Linked DNA regions of Sus scrofa: region 1 is linked to region 2. Evidence: chromatin contacts called from public Hi-C data. All regions are on one chromosome and are shown on one strand. Each heading gives the region's core, a stretch centred on a gene start, on an enhancer-like site or on the middle of the called end of the contact. The rest is flanking DNA. Distances are from core to core; before and after follow the strand shown.

Region 1 (4,115 bases), core at 228-2,727, 220 kb before region 2:
AGCTTTTTTCTTGTAGTAAGGAGAACTGTGAGGAATTCCAAGCTGTTGATGTCAGAGTTGAAAACGGACGTGTTGATTTTTTTAAATCAGTAAACATAAACCCACAGAAACAAAAGCTCTTTGGAGTAGGCAACATCTTAAAAGGGTAAAGGGTCCTATGATCAAAGTGTGTGAGAACTACTGTGCTATATATAAATTATGATTAGGTGGTTATGTAATTCCCACTATAAATAAACTGCTCTTTAAAATAAGCAAGTCAATAAATCACACTGTGATACTGGTGGAAAGGTTACAAAAATATTCTTTTTTATTTCAAGTAAAAAAAAAAGAGAACACTTACAATTCATGACAAGAGTAATATGGTACATTAAAATTCTCAAAAAAACTTCTATTCCTACCCCTATCAATTCCATACAAAAAAAAAAAAAAAAAAACCCTTATTCACAAAACCTCTACCAAGTGTAAAATAATTCATAATTTCAGTAATTGTACTGAAAACACAGATGTGAGAATTATTTTATAAAGTCCCAAACCACGGGAAAGGAGTTCCCATCGTGGCTCAGCAGAAACGAATCTGACTAGGATCCTTGAGGATGCAGGATTGATCCCTGCCTCACTCAGTGGCTTAAGTATCTGGCACTGCTGTGAGCTGTGGTATAGCAGCAGACACAGCTCAGATCTGCCATTGTTGTGGCTGTGGCGTAGGCCAGTGGCTACAGCTCCGATTCGACCCCTAGCCTGGGAACCTCCATAGGCCCCAAGTGCGGCCGTAAAAAGCCAAAAACAAAACAAAACAAAAACAAACAAACAAAAAAACAAAACCACACACAGGAGAATTATATTACCTAAAAAAGTGTAGCTCAGAGGAATTAGTGATTAAAACTTCAGCACAGTGAACTTGCTTTCGAATGATAAACAGAATTTTCTCTGCTATCCAAAATAAAAAGCATTGTAGACAGAGGGAAAGCACATGCAAAGGTAGAGGAGCCTAGGAGGCAGGCAGGAGTAAGAGTACAAAAGACTTTGTATGCCATGCTAATGCGTAAAGGTGATTCAGTCAGGAGCAGCAAATGCTAGAAGGATCAGAGGGCAATTCGGAGGATGAAATGGAGGTAAAGAAAACGAAGGCTAAAGACCAGTAAATACTAGAATTATTTGGGTGTGAAGACAAAAGGTAGAGATAATGAAAAAGAGTAAATCTATCTTTAAAAAAACAGAGTAATGAGGTAGGAATCAAGACATAGTGATGTATGTGTTGGGGTTCCCATCATGGCACAGCAGAAAAGAATCCAAATATGAACCCAGAGGTTTTGAGTTTGATCCCCAGCCTCACTTAGAGGGTTAAGGATCCCGTGTTGCTGTGGCTGTGGCATAGGCTGGCAGCTACAGCTCCTATTGGGATCCTAGCCTGGGAACCTCCGTATGCCACAGGTGCAGCCCTAAAAAATTAAAAAAAAAAAATTTTTTAATTAAAAAAAAGACAATGATATATTGGCTATTTGGGAATAAAACAAAGAGGGGACCACAGAAGTCTTTAATTTTCTGACACAGAGTCTTTCAGCTTTATTTAAGGACCTCAACATCCAGCTGATAATACTGATCTTGCTCATTACACTGCAGGCTGGTATCTCCCAAGACAACCCAGTTTTCCTGGACTGCCCAAAGAGTTTAACACGGATCAAAGTGAACTTAGGACTGCAAGAGGCAGGACATACATGACAAATACACTGCTGCAGATAATTTAGAATCTGTCTAGTGTACTAATCTTTGCAATCATTAAAACAAGCACACTTACACTTAGAGACTTTTAAGTTTATGAATTCTACACCTATCAGATCTGTGGCAGGATTTAGCTTTCAATTTTGCTAAGTCCATCTAACAAACACCCTGGCTAATTACTTACAGAAAAATACATTCCTACTTTTTCTAGCACAAGTAAAAAAAAAAAAAAAAGCAAAAGAGCATTGTATTTTCATTAATATCCTAATATAACTCAAGTGAAAAGAAAAAGAATAGAAAAATTATTTTGTCCAGAAGAGTACGAAGAAAAAAATTAACCTGAGGCAGAGTAAGATTTCTACTTTCTATAGAGAATAGCAACAAAAATACCTGAGTGACAGTACAAATTTCCACAATGCTAACCATAAAATTTTATTTTAATCAAATTTCCACTTTTTATTCACTAGGTGGGGTTGACAGAGGTCGAGAAGGACCATCTGCCTTCTATTTCCGAGCAAGGTTCCACCTGCTCCCACTTTGCCGCCCAAAGCTGTAAAGGTCCCTCGGGTCCAGCTCGGATTCTCCTTCAGCGCAGACCCGAGGCCGCTCTTCCTGGAGCCTGCAGTGCAGACCTGCGGGGCGAGCCCCTTCCAGCCGGGTCTTCCTCCACCTCCCACCGCCCCGGCCGCGCGGTCCTGACACCGGGCCGAGGTGGGCCGGGGCCGGCTGAGCACGTGACCTCGCTGGGCCCCAAAGCTTTTCCCCACACACTGCCCGCCACCGCCGGCCGCGGAAAGCCCGGGGTCCACCCTTGAGAGCGCGAGGATGGAGCAGGTCCCTCGGGTCGCGAGGGCGACGACTCCACACCTATCTCACGACGGACTCCCCTCGTTGGACCAACTCTGTCGGTCACCCCAGCAACCGACACCCGCACCACCTATTTCTCAGGGGTCAACGGCGAAAAACCTCCCCGCTCCCGCGCGCCACATCGCGCCTGCGCGCAGTACCGGCGGAGGTGCCGTCAATGCGCATGCTCCCGCCTTGAGCCCGTCCTCGCGCAGCTTTTGAACCCGGCGGCCGAAGCCGGCGGTACGCGCATGCGTGTCTCCAGGAGCTGGTCTCCCGACCCGGCGGGAAGCCGCGGCTCGCAGGTTTGGAGCCAGACCAGTCGGAAGTGGCTCCTCCACCGTCCCTCTGTCAAGCGGAAACTCGGGCACTGGAAGGGAGGTTCCGGGGCTGCTCGGGGCTGGAGGCGGCCGAATGGAGACCGGGGCCGTGGACGCGCCGCTGACCCGCCGCCCGACGTTGGCGTCTTCCTGGGATGCCGCCTGCGGAGCCCTGGCCCAGAGCCTCCGTCTCGCCCGGGCGGGTCTCGGCGCCCGGGACGCCGACTGGGAGCAGCTGCTGGCGCCGCCTGCCACGGGGTGCGCCGCGCGGGCGGGGGCGGGGGCTGCGCTGCGTGACAGCCACGCTCCTGGCTGGGGAGCCGGGAGGGCGGAGGGTCTGGGCCGGGGTCTGGGAGCCGAGCTGGTGACGGGTCTGGGCGGCGCGAGGGCGAGGGGGCAGGGCCGGCGCGGCGGGAGGACGGGGCGGGTGACCAGGCCAGTGGGCGTTTGGCACACATCCCCTGGTGGCGGCCAGGTCCTCTCCTGAGGCCCCTTGTCAGAATCGGAACCGCCTCTCTCTCCCGAAACGCACCGACACCTCCTGGCGACCACGATAGCAAGAAAACAAAACAAAACCAACTGAGGAACACCTCCGCCAGCTTCGTTTTGAAAATGGCACCCTTCTGTCCATTGTCCCATTCTGTGCCTCCCCCCCCTCCCTCTTCCAAATTGTTGATTCACTCACGGTGGATGCCCCGTAAATACATTTCCGCCGCTGGACAGGCGGTTACAGAGAGTCGCTTAGAAGGGAGAGATCAAGAGGCAGGGAGAGTGGAGCGCCCTGGCGGCTAAGGCGTCATTTCCTTACACATTCTGCACTGAGCGCTTGTCCCTTGGGCTGCAAATGCACCTGTAAAGGGAACTGGAGACAGTAAGCCCTGTGGCCCAGTCCGTGGGTTGAGAGCATTGTTCAGGGAACTTGACGGTAAAGTCTGCTGTCCTCATTTTGTTTTCAGCCAGGATCTGGTGATTTTGAAAAGGAGCTTGCACCGCCAGGGTGAAAACCCCTGCTTCCTTCACGTGAGATGTGACCCTCGTGGAGGTGAAGAAATGGTTTCTGTTGGCGTCTTAAGTTCAGCACGAAATATGGAGGTGTACTTAGGAGAGGAGTACTGTGGCACCAGCAGGGGCAAGAGTGTTTGTAACGTTCTGGATAACAGGTGTGTGACGTGTGCACGTCCCCGTGTTCTTCGGAAGTGGTGTTTTGGCTTTCTGGAGCTTTTGTGATGT
Region 2 (4,634 bases), core at 1,438-3,937:
TTTGAAGAAAGCTGATAGTTCGTTGTCACGTGGGGCGAGCTCCCTTGTCCTCTGGCCTCCAGCTCCAGGCTACTCCTTAGGCTGTGTAAAGGTGCCCAGCGTCAGCAGCGCGGAGGCTGGATCTCCTCGTCTAGAAGGGGAATATTTGCGTGGTAGATCTGTCTCTCTGAGCGGAGAGGCATCCAAAGGTCTGCATTTTGTGAATGTATGAAGGATAGCTGAAACCGTCTATGTGGCTTGCAGTATTACGTCTGATTCTTTTTGAGGTTTTATATATATATTTTTTCATCTCATGTTAGATTTCATAAAATTCAGTCTGTTTCAAGATGACGTCAGAAGGATGATACGCAAGAACACCTGTACCACTGCTCTTAGAGCAACTGCATTTATTTCATTTCAGCTGAGTTCAATTCAATACGTATTTACTGTGCTCTAGGACTTGGTGAGAACTATGCTAAATATTGGCTGGTCAGAGAGAGAAAACAAAAGCGACACCGGATCTGTTTTCTTCTGGTTTATTTGGTATGCATGTTTTATTTCAATGAAGTTATATCTTTCCAGATGACTCACCTTGGATTTTTCTTTTCCTCTCAAGTTACTATTTGAATGTTCCATGCAGAAATAACCACATTGCCTTCAAGGAACTACTTGTATAGAAGTGTTTCATCCATATCATTTTTGTCTGCATTTCAACAGACGACTTTTTTTTTTTTTTTTTAAAGAGACGATTTTTTTAACGGTATTGGATAGTTATATGCTTCTTGGTCTTAATTCTTTTGTAGGAAGTGGTTTCCTCTAGGCAGTTAATGGCAGAGTGACTTTTGCCTTTTTTTAGAGATGACCCATTTCCAATTTGTCATATGGTGGATATTTCACTTAAAAAAATAATCCAGAAATTAACAGTCGAAGGTTGAACCAACAGTGTGATTAGTTTCTAGGAATTTCTCGTTCTTATAGGTAACTAAGTACACACACACACACACACACACACACACACACACACACACACACACGGCTTTGCATTTGGATTTAAAATGATGTTTAAGACTCCATTGTGGCCAGATTTCCTATCTCAGGACTATCAATTCATTTGAATAATCAGCAAAATCATCAGCCTCCTTTCAGGGTCTAAACTGGATTTAAAAGATTGACGTTTCTTAAAACTCAAATCGAGTCCGGCTGCAACTGCATGCCCAGAGGGACCTGAATCATACACACACTGGATAATGAAATACACTTAGATTTTATTAGCGGATAATTCATGCTCAGAATCTCGAAACACTAGTAGAATTAAATAAACAACTGGGAGAGGGAACCAAATAAAATTATTTGGAGATAAAATTATTTAACCAAAATTAGAGTGGAGGCAAGGCACTGCACTTTAAAATTCTTAACCTAGCCATTAAGTTGTTGAAAGAGAACCAAGCATGAGGACTGGTGAGGAGGGAGGGCAAAGATCTGTCCTTTTGGCTGGAATATCATCAATACACTGGGCAGAAGGGTGGTTGTTGTGTGTTGACCGTGTCAAGACTCATAAAGAGAAGTGCACCTGAGTCTGTGTATTTGAATGGTTTAAGGACCAACAACACTTTTTTCTCTACCAAGGTACCTTAGAAAGTAAACACCTTAAGCTCAACAATTTCCTCCCACTTCATACGAAATCACATAGTAAAATAGTGAAAAAGACCTTATAGCATGGATTAAATTGAAAAATTTCAGTGAGCCTTTGATATTCAAGAGTAAGTCGCAGCTTCTAGTTATAAATTAAGTATTGCATTTCTTTCAGGGAGGCCAAATTATTTCTTAATACAGAAGCAACCTTCTTGATTCTTCTCTTTCTGGAAGATTCTAGAAACAGAAAATAGAGCAAACCTAACCTGGAAGTTTAGGGAGTTGTTGGGGTGGGGGGTGGATGGGGAGAAGCTTGTAGCTATCATTTCAGGACCCTACTTGAACATATGTCTAAAAGAAGCTTTTGCGCTTTAATACATTGTGAGTGTTTGTTCCCCAGTCTGTTCAACCTCCTGGACAGAGTTCCTTGAACAAACAATGGTCTGATTAATGCACATTTCCAATCTCTCACCAGGCCTGGCACACACTGGGTGCTCAATTAATGTTTGCAGAAAGATGGAATGAAGAGACAAAGAAGAGTATAAATAAGGATGAGTTTCTCTGAAGTCAGCAGATCTTACGACAGTGGTAAATGTGAGACCCTGGTTCATAGGTGGAAATTCCAGGAGAAAAAAGTAGGGAAAATACGCAATTGATTAGAGCAAATATTTCCCCATTCCAATTTTTGGTTCACTTCATGGGCATATATGTACGTCCAGTGGAAGGGAGACTAATTTAGCTCTATAAAAGTACTGACCAAAACGGGGTTATTGCGCGTGAGAAATTAACTGAGGTGGAGAGGGCGCCAAGAGTCAAACTAGAAAAAGCATCTTTCCCGCTTGCTATTCAGGAGACTACTAGGGCGTGGGCCCCCGAGGAGACTACATTTCCCAGCGTGCACATAAGGACAGGAGAGGGCGTGAGCGCTGCCTTGGCGCGATGCTCTTTGGGAATTGTAGTTTTCACTTGTCCAGGACCGGCGTGGCTGTTTCAGCCTAGTGGTGAAACGAGATCACGTGATCGGAAAGTCCGTGGTTCGCCTTTGAGCCGGAAGAGGTTGACTGGGTTGACCTACTCCCGCCTTCCGGCGGACCTATCGGCGGCCTAGAGTGAGGCGTTGGCGTTTGAAATCAGCCAATGGCAGGCATAGGCTGGAGCAGCTACTCCGCCTCCTTCGCCCGGCCCGCGAGTGCGGCGAGGGAAGCTCGGCGGCGGCGGCGGTGGCGCGCGGTGTCGAGCGGCGGCGAAGTTGCTTCTGAAGGGAGCCCAAGGTAGCGGGAAATGGTAGCCGGGCGCAGAAGTGAACTCCCCGGAAACTCCTGGGGCCTAGGGCTGGCGGAGCCGTCCTCTGGGAACCGGTTTCGCTTGTATAGCTCTTCCTTTATTGTAGGAGCATTCGGGGCGGCAGGCCTTGTTGGAGAGGCGGGCGTGCGGGAGCCCGCGGCGGGGAGGGGCGCGGCGGGCCAGACCGAAGGCTAGAGTTTGGGGTGCAGTGGCGTGAGCTTAAGAGGGGCGCGTTAGAGGGGCGGCAGTGGGTGGCGGTGAGGCCCGACCCTGGCTGGCGGGCCGGCCGAGCGCAGGCGCAGAGGCGGTGTCGCCGGCCTTCCCCAGGTCCCGCCCCCTGCTCCCCCCGCCCCCGCGACCGGGCCTTCAGCCAGTGCGGCCCCCCGGCCCCGAATTCTTGGGGACTCTCACTGAGCGCTTTTTCCGTAGATGACCGGTTCTAACGAGTTCAAGCTGAACCAGCCACCCGAGGACGGCATCTCCTCGGTGAAATTCAGCCCCAACACCTCCCAGTTCCTGTTGGTTTCTTCCTGGGACACATCCGTGCGCCTCTATGATGTGCCGGCCAACTCCATGCGGCTCAAGTACCAGCACACGGGCGCCGTCCTGGACTGCGCCTTCTACGTAGGTGTCTCCGCTCCTGCCCCCTTTTTATGTTATGAGATTCCTTTGTTAATAGCGTCCCTTTTCCAGTGTTGAGCAGGGGCTTTTGTCGTTGGAGTTATTTGTACAGCTTCACTAACTCCACTCCCTCTGCCCGAACACACATCTGCCCCAGGTACTGTTTTTTTGGTTCTCTTTTCTTTCTTTTCTTTTTTTTTTTTTTTTTTTGGCGCTGGGGACGTGCAAATGTCGGAAACTCGTTCTCCCCTTTGCTTCTAATGGAGTACCTCTGCAAACTTTCTGGGCATAATGAATTTGAAACTCAAAAGAAGACAGTAAAATTTGGCTGACTTATTAAAGGGAAGGCTTTTTAGTAACTACTAGGAATGCTTGTTTATTCTCGGTCACTGCGGTGAACAGTTCTTTCTTAATTTGATGACATAGGGTGTAGAACACTTATTTGTTCTATTTTTTGAACTTTTTTTTCTGTCTGCAATTAATGTTGAGCTTGTTGTACATCTTGAATGTAAAGGAAATAGTTGGCTGTAGAAACAGGAATTTAAAAACACTTTTTGAAGTGCTGTAAGTTTTACGAGTTCCCTTGTGGCACAGCAGGTTAAGGATCTGGCATTGTCACTCCAGCCCCTCCAATTGCTCCTGTGGCTTGGGTTCCATCCACTGCCTGGTAATTTACACATGCTGCTGGTGTGGCCCAAAAAAAATAATAATAGCTTTGTAAGTTTTGAATGATTTGAAACTTTATCTTGTAGGATCCAACGCATGCCTGGAGTGGGGGATTAGACCATCAATTAAAAATGCATGATTTGAATACCGATCAAGGTAACGTAGCCACATTTTTATCAGTTTATTGTTTTCTTGATTAGTGCTTACTTTGCTTGCTTATAAATGTTTATTTAAGAAAAGTAGTTCCTGAGTTGCTTAATTCCTAAGTAGCTTAGATACAAGTAGTAGTGACTTGAATTTAGGACTTTTTGTTTAAATCACTGTTATGATCACAAAATATTATGCATGTATTTTATCAGTAAAACTCATGATCTCCATCCGAAGTGTGTACGTGAAGTGGCACTTAAGTATTTGACCTTTTCTTGTCCTCAGAAGTGGATTGGATCCTGCAA

What was found. A called contact is a pair of places that touch in the nucleus more often than the background predicts.
Region 1: a contact with region 2 is called in a Hi-C map of heart right ventricle, with 2.2 times the contacts expected there. The contact joins the promoter of LOC100620521 here to the promoter of BUB3 in region 2. A contact is called at or near these places in 1 of 47 Hi-C or Micro-C datasets (heart right ventricle) and 1 of 2 datasets of contacts at active chromatin or transcription factors (alveolar macrophages).

What each region holds. Positions count from the first base shown.
Region 1 is chr14:132,480,197-132,484,311 of Sscrofa11.1, forward strand. It overlaps LOC100620521, which reads left to right and starts at 1,478. Exons shown (of 6, transcript XM_003483570.4): 1 at 1,478-3,143; 2 at 3,842-4,045. The coding sequence starts at 2,980.
Region 2 is chr14:132,700,401-132,705,034 of Sscrofa11.1, forward strand. BUB3 (mitotic checkpoint protein BUB3) reads left to right here and starts at 2,688. Exons shown (of 8, transcript XM_005671519.3): 1 at 2,688-2,882; 2 at 3,325-3,519; 3 at 4,269-4,338. The coding sequence starts at 3,325.